Linked DNA regions of Oryza sativa: region 1 is linked to region 2. The links are chromatin contacts, called in public HiCAR-type maps. All regions are on one chromosome and are shown on one strand. The core of a region is the stretch at or near the end of the contact, and the rest is flanking DNA. Distances in the headings are between cores, read along the strand shown.

Region 1 (5,189 bases), core at 356-2,855, 250 kb before region 2:
CACAGTGTTAACTGGAGAAATGAGCTGAGCTAATTCAAGAATAAAGGTGATAACCACAGCACTGAAAACAAGGCCAACAAATAAAAATGGGATGGCACATTATGGTAGAATGCGCGCACAAACTGGAAATCAGTGGGCAGTGATCCTCACAATGCTAGAAGCTCCCCCACAAAAAAGTGACAGCAGCATTTGAGCATCTATAACAAGAACAGATTTATATCGAGAAGAACTATAGGAACAAGCTGAACAAGCTAACTAATAAGCAACCAATCTGCATGAAGTTTTAATTTTAGACACAATTATTGAACAGCCCCAAGATGTGTAATGTCACAGTTGCAGGAACCAATCATCTACAATATGTATATGTTAGCTAACGACATTTGCTCATATTCGCTTATCTCGGGGCAAAAGATGATACTTTGAAACAACTGTCTGTCACTTGTACACGGGCAGGATCGCAGTAATGATACATATCAACTTCTAAGTGTCTTGGCATCATTTGCAGGATGGACTTCAATGTTCAGAAGCTCAAGAGATATTGATTCCAACGAGGAAATGATAAATAGTTGAATCTACTCTAAAAATATGATAGTAGGAAATATGGAGTGATTTAATCCAGAGCTGAAGCTTGAGCATGTTCAGAATTTTCACTTCGAGTTAAGGGTGATTGACCTGACAGTAGCTTTTCTCTACTGCCATGATTAACAATTTAACAGACAGCATAATTTCACTTCAACACTACACCGCCATTGCACAATTCTCACCATTATGATTGCGCCAATATACAAAATCTACATTGGCAATTTAGCGCGTGGAACATCGATATCAATACAAGATGGAATGTGAACTAACAGATCCACATACAGAAATCTCATAGTATGAAACAACAAACCATTGTAAATATCAAAGGTGGTACACAAGATTAGGGTGAGAAAAAAAGGGGAGTCCTAAAATTACCTAGTGTCACGCAATGGACACCTTGGCGCCGACCTCCTCGAGCTGCTTCTTGGCATCCTCGGCCTCGTCCTTGCTGACACCCTCCTTGACCTTCTTGGGGAGGCCCTCGATGAGGTCCTTGGCCTCCTTGAGGGCCAGGTTGGTGAGCGCGCGCACCACCTTGATGCTGGCGATGCGCGCGCTGCTGGGAACCTCCTCGATGACCACGTCGAACTCCGTCTTCTCGGCGGGGGCCTCGTCGGCGGCGGCGCCCGCGCCGCCCGCGCCGGGCGCGGCGACGACGGCGGCGGGCGCGAAGGCGGCGGCGGAGACGCCGAGGCGCTCCTGGAGGTGGTCCACGAGGCCCCGCGCCTCCTCGAGGGTGAGCCCCGCGATGGCGTCCCCGAGCTCCAGGACCTTGGGGGACTCGGTGGCGGTGGACGCCACCACGGCGACGGCGCGGCGTGGGCGGGCGCGGCTGGGGACGGCGAAGGACCTTGGGGCGGCGGCGGCGGCGGCGGCGGGGGAGGAGGAGGAGGGGAGGGAGAGGAGGGAGAAGGCGGAGGAGAGCGCGGTGGAAGCCATGGGGATGGGGGGAGTGAGCTCTCGCTTCCGGAGTTGAGGTGAGCTGCGGGAGGAGGAAGCGAGGAGACGGGGGGATAAGATGAGGCACCGCTGGGATAAGACGGCACGCTATATAGTGCGCCGCGAGTGGCTAATACGCATTTTTTTCGTTGCGATGCCTAATCAAATTGTGCGAACTAGGAGTGCTGACTACTTGGAAGTTAAAAGAGGGATATAATACATGAGAGCAGTCCCAAACCATAGCGTTTAAAGGTAGTGTATATGGTACCATGTCAATAAGACATCACAATAAAAATTACACTCCATAACTTATGGTTTCTTAAAGTGGACCATTAATAAATACATCATCTCTCTTCTCTACCAATCATATTTATTCTTTATCTATTATGAAGAAACTATTCTCCCCCAATGCAAAACTTGATAGTGTCTACTGCATAGGTTCTCGTGTTGAAGCTGTGTCTTGTATGAGACCCAATTTCTTCCTCTCTTCACTCTCTCTCTTAATTAATATAGTGCCACATAAGATAAAAGTCCAACATGACAATGTAGTTAATGCTATAGACAATATCCTAGGTGGAGGGTTGGGACTGCCATGATAAAACATATCCCTGCTTTACAAATTAATCATCATATAAGTTTATACACCAAGACCAAGGACAATTTAAATCATATCAATAAAGACATCATAGACACATTCTCCCACGATGCATACATCGATTAAAACCTTTCGTTATAAAATATACTCCCTCCATTCCAAAATATAAGGCATAACCACATTTAACCCAAAGACCAAGAAACAATTATTATCACCTCTTTGTTTGAATCAATCCAACTAATACAATATATGCACCCAATAGAATTAAACATCTTGTGAGTGTATGATTTAAAAAATAATAATGTAAGATAGAAGATATGATAATTAATTGCCATGCATGCATGCAGGCCTTATATTATGAAGGAAAAAGTACGAATTACCCTCCGAACTACTGTGACAGTATGAATTACCCCTCCCCCCGGAACCACAAAACTAGACATATTACACCTCGAACTATTGATACCAGATGAATTAACCCCCCCCCCCCCGAATCATTCCTAAGCGGTTTTTCTCCTACATGGCATACACATGTCGCTGACGTGGAAATTCAATCAACAAAAAAATAAAAGAAAATATAGGGCCCACCTGTCATTATCTCTCTTCCCCCTCTCCTTCTCTCTCTCAGGCGTGTGTCGACGGGCAGTGGGCAGCGGCAGTGGCGTGTGGACGGGTGGTCGGCGTGCGGGAGGCGACGGCAGAGCGCAGGAATGGCACAGCAGGCAACGGGTGGCGCCGAGGAGGGCATTGGAGGATGCGGCCTACGTAGTCATCGTCGTCCCTCTCTCTCTCTAGGCTCAGGCAAGCGGCGGGCGACGAGTCCTCCCCTGGGAGGGCGCGGCGGGCACCGCGCGCGACGGACGTGGTGGGGAGGGCGAGACGGGCGGCGTGCAGCGCCGAGGACATTGGAGACGGTGGTCGTCTCTCTCTCTCCCTCGTTCTCTCTCTCTCTCTGGTGCCGTCGGGAGAGCCAAGCAAGGAGAGGGCGGCGGATACTGACCGGCGGCCTCCAAAGAGGGGCGGATGAGGTTGGAGGTTGAAGACGACGACTGCGAGCTCGGGCGCGGTGGCGGCGATGGCGGTGGCCACGGCCATGTCGACCCGCCGCCGTGCGCGCCGACCTCCCGATGGCCCGAGCGAGAGGGGTGAGAGAGAGAGAGACCGACGGCCCTAGGTTGAAGACGACGACGAGGAGCTCGGGCGCGGTGGCGGCGATGGCGGTGGCCACGGCCATGTCGACCCGCCGCCGTGCGCGCCGACCTCCCGACGGCCCGAGAGAGAGGGGTGGCCGCCGGGGGCTTGGAGCGGAAGGGCAGAGACGACCTCCGCCTCCACCCTCGCCACTTCGCCGCACTCCGCCGCGACAGGGGGGGCACGGCAACACGGGGGCAGCGGGGCGGCGCGGCAGCAGGGGGGCACGGGCGCCGTCACGCCTGCCACCCGCTTCTCCACCACGCCCGCCGCGCCCCCGCCACGCCCGCCGCCTGCCCCTCCCCCACCACGCCCCGCCGCACCCCGCCACGCCCGCCACCCGCCGCGCGCCCATCACCGGCCACCAATGACATCTGAGACAGTGACAGTGAGAGATTGAGAGAAGAGGGGAAGAGAGATGTGTGGGAGTATGACAGGTGGACCCCACCTTTTTAAAAAAAAATTGCTGACTGGATTGCCACGTGGACGTCACGTAGGACGATACCACTTTGGATTGGGTTGAGGGGGGTTACTCGTCCGGTATAGATAGTTCAGGGTATAAAATGTCTGGTTTCGTGGTTAAGGGGGGTAATTTATACTGTCGTCATAGTTCGGGGGGGTAATTCGTACTTTTTCCTATTATGAAATATTTTTAAAAAGTAGTTGTGACCTATATTTTGGAATGGAGGGAGTAATACCTTTTGTTACAAAATATATATGAACAAGAATACGTAGTGATATTTGTATTTTAGAACAGATGAAGTGCATCCAACAATCTCCGATCAACGAAATAAGGCACCAGCAAAACAGATTTTGGTACTAACTGGAGTTCAGGGGAAGAAGATTATCACCGAGACAACGTTATGTTGTAGGCAATAATATTAAACCGCTTGATTCAATCTGATGGAGCTGGGTGTTAGGAAACGATACGCAAATAAACAATAAAAAATAATATATAAATTACGGAAGATACGAGATTTAACGTGGAAAACCCTCCTAAAATAGAAGAGAAAAAACCACGGGTGCCAGCCAGTAAAATATCTTCAATATTGGGGTGAGGTTACAACACCGAACGGCGGCTTACAATAAGTATATTTGAAGGTGTAACCTAAAAGGATAACGATCCGTACCTAGTGTCCGTGCACTACCATAAATCTTTTAAGTAGAAACTTTCAAATGTAACTATAATAATTATCATATGGTTTTATTATAACTCTACTATAGCTTATAGCTACAATATAAGTTGTATATAAGTATAGAAAATATATGCAACTTTCTATACCTAAATTATAATTATATAGATGTTATAACGTAGTTATAATTATTGTTACTCACTGTAACTATTATAATTGTAATGTAACTTATATATAAATAGAGTAGCACGAATCCTGGCCAACATTGTATGGCCGAAAATTCAGACGCCAGGAAAGAAAAAAAACTGCCACAAGTTTTCTAGCAATTCTGATCTAAAATGCTACTAGTCATGCATGTAGGATGCATGAGCCCCTTTAGACTAGGTTTGGTGCATTCCGCACAGAGCCATCAGTGCTACTGATAGAAATGTGGCCGTCACCGTGCGTGCCAATCGCCTTGCTGTGCTTGTTCTTGCCATCCTTGCAGCAGTACTTCCAGTTGAAGTTGAGAACCAAGCATGCCACTAACAACAGGCCAACGGCCACCATGACGATCACTAGTATGACCTCCTCCTTGTGGTTCATGTCCTCTACACCCTTCAACTCCAGATTCAGCAGCTGCATATATATATATATGAGATGTTGTTAAAAAAAAAGATCGGTAAAACATAGTTTTGTCACGTGAACTGAAACACCAGGTTTTTGGATGCGAAAAAAAAAACACACATAAAGAAGAGTCCGTCGTATACATA
Region 2 (4,920 bases), core at 344-2,843:
TCTTTTGTACACAGCAACGTGACGGACACTACGGCTGGTAGCTACAAACAAAGTCTCAGCAAAAACAGGTTGACATTACAGGAGAACGTGGCGATCGTTGCAGATCGGCTTGGCCTCGAGGCCGCCGCCGTTGTTCCTCTCCCGCGCGGTGACGGTGTAGCCGGCGTGCGTGCCGAGCAGACGGTCCCAGACCACGAAGAACGGCTGCGAGAAGTTGCGCCGGCCGCCGCTGAGCTGGTGGTGCACGTCGTGGTAGGCCGTGTTGTTGGCGAACGCGGCGTGCAGCGGGTTCCAGGGCACCAGGAGGCCGCAGTGGTCGTCGATCCCCTTGACGGTGGCGAACGCGAGGAAGAAGGCCGCGGCGCGGGGGGGCAGGCCCGAGGCGAGGTACGCGGCGGCGCCGGAGAGCGCCTCCGTGAGCACGCCGTCCACGGGGTGGCCGTACTGCGCCGCGAACGCGTAGGGGGCCACGACGCGGTGGTGCCACGAGTGGAACCGACGGTACATGTACCGGCTCGAGTGCATCAGCCGGTGCGCGAAGTACTGCCACGCGTCCAGCACGAACATGGCCACCCCGAACCGCGCCGCCACGTCCAGTAGCGCCGCCGCCGCCGACGACGACGATGGCGCCGCTGCCGGGGCGCTCGCGTGACCGGCCTTGACGTCGCCGGCGCCACCGTCTTTCTCACTTGTCAGCTGCGTAAGATCGATAAAAGAAAGACAAGATCAATCAACCAGTTGTAACTAGGCAGCCTTGTAACTATCACGTATCACGAGCTGTGCTCTGCTCCACCGTGCGCACGCGTGTACAGAACCTGTAGTGTAGTTTAAGGGCCAAGGTTACTCTTGATCGATTAATGCGTTTTGTCAGGCAGGAGTGCAGGGTGATGCGAAGTTAGTGTTGCACTGTTGTTGTTCATCTTCTTGCCGGAAGAAGCTAGGCACTGCAGTCTGCAGATATGCCGATATGGGTGAATCAGGGGGTTCTTCTTAAACAATGCAGCCGTATCACCTACTGATGTGGGGTAGAAACCGCTAGAGCTAGCGACTGTACTCAGTGGTGTACCAGTATGCCGTCACGTCCATAATGCGACGGATTTGCTTTTTTTTTTTTCTTGCTCTCTGCATTATGGATAAACACAGTAATATTTTCCATCTACAGCAGGAGGTTCCAAACAAAGATCACTCAACAATCAAAAGCTAGCTAGCTGAACGTCGAGGGTTGTGAGACGACAAACCTTGAGCACGGCAAGTGAGATGGCGACCTGGATGGCCTGCTGCAGCAGCACGCCCTTCACCACCTCCTTCTTGGACGCCATGTTATTGCTCTCCTCGTCCCTCCTCGAGTGCAGCCTGTACCTGTCCAGAGCCCTGACGCTCCCCAACGCCTCGTAGATCCCCGAGTAGAGCCAGTACACGGCCACCGGCGCCAGCGTCACGGCGAGCTCCTCGCCGCTGATGAACCCCATCGTTGCAACTAGAAAGCTAGTGCTACAAAAAGCTTACGTGGAGAAACAACGAGAGAGATGGCTATGTGTGCTTCAACTCTCGGTACGACTCACACTGCCACTCTGCTTGCAGCTCTGTTGCTAGTAGGCCTTGGCGCGTCAACTCACGCTGCACTCGAGAGGGAGATATATAGGCTAGTGTGTTCTACTGTACAGTGGTGAATTTAGGATACAAATTAAGGGTGTGCTCACATAATAGAAATTATCTTAGCGGCAAAAGTAAATATACATATGCTTATCACTTTTCTAACTCAATTAATTAATACATAAATAAAACAAAAGAAATATGCATTGTTTAACCAAAGTATGATTTAAAACTATTTGTGCTGCGCATGGCCATATCAAAAGTTTAACCGTATAACCAAATTTCCGAATTATCTATTACTTTAGAGGTTTTTGAACATTACAATGAAAAATCAACCAAAATTAGTAAACTGGTAATCTCAACGTTAACAAATTGGGATCGATTATGTGATAGAATTATCAAACTACTAGTAAGAAGCAATCTGGCATATATTCTAGCTAATTAGTACTCACAGCTTTTTAAGTTTTCACCATTCTCATTGGCTATCAGTACTGTACTATGTTGCAAGGGATGATAGATTTGGCGGCAGAGCTGGGGCTTGAGCCCTGACAAGCCCCAACGATATATACGCCCCTGCTACTATACTATTTTGTTTATAGAACAAATGCAAACTAGTCCGATGTTTGATTTACTCCTCGGCAGTGTGAGTGCATGCAACAGATCGCCTGAAAAGTCGTGTGTAAGCATCGCCATATGTTTGACTTCCATTTGATCAAATCCAACCTGCAACTGCAAGACACATGGCTGCCATCCACTTCTCACACTAGCTTGTCAATTACTGCTCTTATTTTGGTCTCAAAAAAAAATTACTGCTCTTATTTCTTCAGCACAGATGTCACTAATCAATGTCATCATCCTCGCCTATTGGTTACCAGAGGCACCATCTTTCTTTCTTCCTTTTTCTTCTCTACTAGGTTCTGCTGAGATCATTTTCTCATCAATCCAGCCATTTTATCCATACTATCTTTCTACTAGGTTCTGTTGAGATCATTTTCTCATCAATCCAGCCATTCTATCTATACTATCTTTCTTTTATTTTAGAAAAATGTATTTTTTACCCGACCTAGAGACCCAACCGGATATATACAGTCTTTTAAATTGGAAACTTAGCTCCACAAATAAACCAACCTAAAATTCACTCGTAGGAAGATTCGAACTCTAATATTTCATGATGCTACCTAGGTCACTGCAATGACTAGATTACGTGCTCTTTCGCAACCCATACTGTCTTTCTACTTTGCGCGCGGTTAGGTGCGCCGGCCACCAGCCAACCACCTGACGCGGTGGCACGGTTGCACGCCTCCGGCCAAACGTCGTAACGTGCCCGGCGAATTCAGCTGACGCACCTCAACCGACGCCGGCGCGCGCGCCGTTGGACGCGAACAACGGCAAACCAACAGCTCGGCCGGCCTGAGAGCCGCGGGCCCAACGTAAGTTTTAGATGGGCTTAGTCCACAGAAAAAAGCCCAAGTAGTAACTCCCTCCCAGCCGCCGGCCCACCGCGCGAGGAGATCTCGCACGGCGAGTCGGCGACACGGCGACGTCGCGACTTCTTCTTCTTCCTCCTCCTCCTCCTCCTCACCTCGGCCGCTGCCCGTCGCTCGGCGAGCCGCCGGCCCGACGGCGCCGCACGCGCAGGGAGCACTCGACCGGCGCTCGCCTTGGACGAAGGCGCCGGTTAGCCGCGAGGCAGCCGCCCAGCGCTCGCGTTCCCCCCTCCTGATCCGTGGGGTTGCTCAGCGGGGCGCCGTGCCGGAGGAGATGCAGAGGCTGGGGGATTTCAGGCTCCCGCCCTTCTTCAACTACCCGCCTTACTTCACGTAATCCCTCCCCCCTCCCCCCCCCCCCTCGTTGCTCTCGCTCTCCCCCGTAACTTTTCCTCCCCAGCTTTCAGTTTTACAGAGGGACCCAAAGCTCTTCCCGTGGTGACAATAGGTTCAGTACAGATGTTTGTACAGTGTGATCTGTGAATTTGCGGTCTTTAGGAGGAAGAGGTGACCGTGGGATGTTGATTCGGTTAATTGGTTAGGATCTTTGCTTACTAGTGGTCCTTGGCATCGCCGGAATTTCCAGTTTTTAGGGCCTACAAGTGACTGGCTTGTTTGGCTCCCAGAGTTGCTTACGGAATCGTAACATCAGTATTTAGGGTACCGTACGATATGATCTTGTGAGTTAACTACTTAGCTAGCAACTCTAAATTTTGTTAGCTTTATTCATCTCTGCTGAGGGCAGATCGTCCCCTGTTTTATAGTGATTCTTTTTCGCGAACGCGTTTTATAGTGATTCTTGAGACCACCTTATCAATAAGGTGTAATGAAAATTTCTAGAACTTAACAAGTTAACAACTAACTTGTTGCAAGTGAAGAACACAATATGCACCTTTTGATTCTAAGTATGCCTTTGCCCAAGTGTATGTTCACAATGTCACACTGCATGGAACACTTCTACTTAGAACGGCAGTACTTGATAATTGGATTTGATATCTTGCAAGTGTATGCTTATGTTCTTATCTTGTTGGCACTAGATGTAGATATCTTATGTCTTGGCTTTATAATTAAATTTCATTATATATGTTAAGATCTGGATACCTGGTATATCTTGTGTTTCAACAGGTTTGTATCAGTTGAACCATTTTCTTGCTTTCATCTTCTTGCATTTTATGATATTCACAACCACAATCTTTTGGATTATTCTACAGAAAAACCTCTGACTTCTGTTAAAACTTTCTTTAACAATTCGGTCAAACAACACAACTGAGATTGGTAGCATGACAATTTGTGTCTCTCAGATTGCAGCCTGTGCGAGAAACACGTGAAAAGCAAGTGCAGCTGTGGAAAGATCTGATACTTGATTATTGTAGAAGTCAAAAGCTATATATAATCTCCCTAGAAGAAGATTTCCCATTGTTCTCCAATCCAAAGATCGAGAGTAAGATTTACCTATCTTAATCTTACATACTAGTTTCTTCTGTTATTCATAAAAAAAAATGTGTCGCAGTAGCTAATCATCAAACTGTTTGGTTCGTTAAAAAAAAAAAAACTCAGCAACGAGGCATGACTGCAATGCACTCAAAGGGCTATGGAGGCTTTGAGTACATAAGAACAAAATAATTGTACTTGATTAGCTCGTTACACTCTTACCTGTTGCACTGAATTCACATAAATTGTTCTCTTCTGCAGGATCTCTTAGCCATGAAGCAAAGGAAGTATTCCTTGCTGCTCTTGTTTATGAAGGTCCATTTTACCATTAAATCTCTTATCTTTTATCACAGCTATAGTAATTCTGTGCATTACAAAATCATTTGTTTGATGCTCTGCACCTTCTTAA

What was found. HiCAR-type assays count read pairs that join an accessible place to other places.
Region 1: a contact with region 2 is called in a HiCAR-type map of leaf, with 4 times the contacts expected there. The contact joins the promoter of LOC9271252 here to the promoter of LOC107276244 in region 2. A contact is called at or near these places in 1 of 15 Hi-C or Micro-C datasets (leaf) and 1 of 4 datasets of contacts at active chromatin or transcription factors (leaf).

Annotation. Positions count from the first base shown.
Region 1 is chr1:27,620,767-27,625,955 of ASM3414082v1, reverse strand. LOC9271252 (50S ribosomal protein L12, chloroplastic-like) reads right to left here and starts at 1,605. Exons shown (of 1, transcript NM_001424534.1): 1 at 752-1,605. The coding sequence starts at 1,521. The coding sequence ends at 964.
Region 2 is chr1:27,369,260-27,374,179 of ASM3414082v1, reverse strand. It overlaps LOC107276244 (sphinganine C4-monooxygenase 2), which reads right to left and starts at 1,593. Exons shown (of 2, transcript XM_015795013.3): 1 at 1,239-1,593; 2 at 1-696. The coding sequence starts at 1,469. The coding sequence ends at 76. LOC4327163 (vacuolar protein sorting-associated protein 25) reads left to right here and starts at 3,080. Exons shown (of 6, transcript NM_001406304.1): 1 at 3,080-3,413; 2 at 4,382-4,521; 3 at 4,773-4,826. The coding sequence starts at 3,355.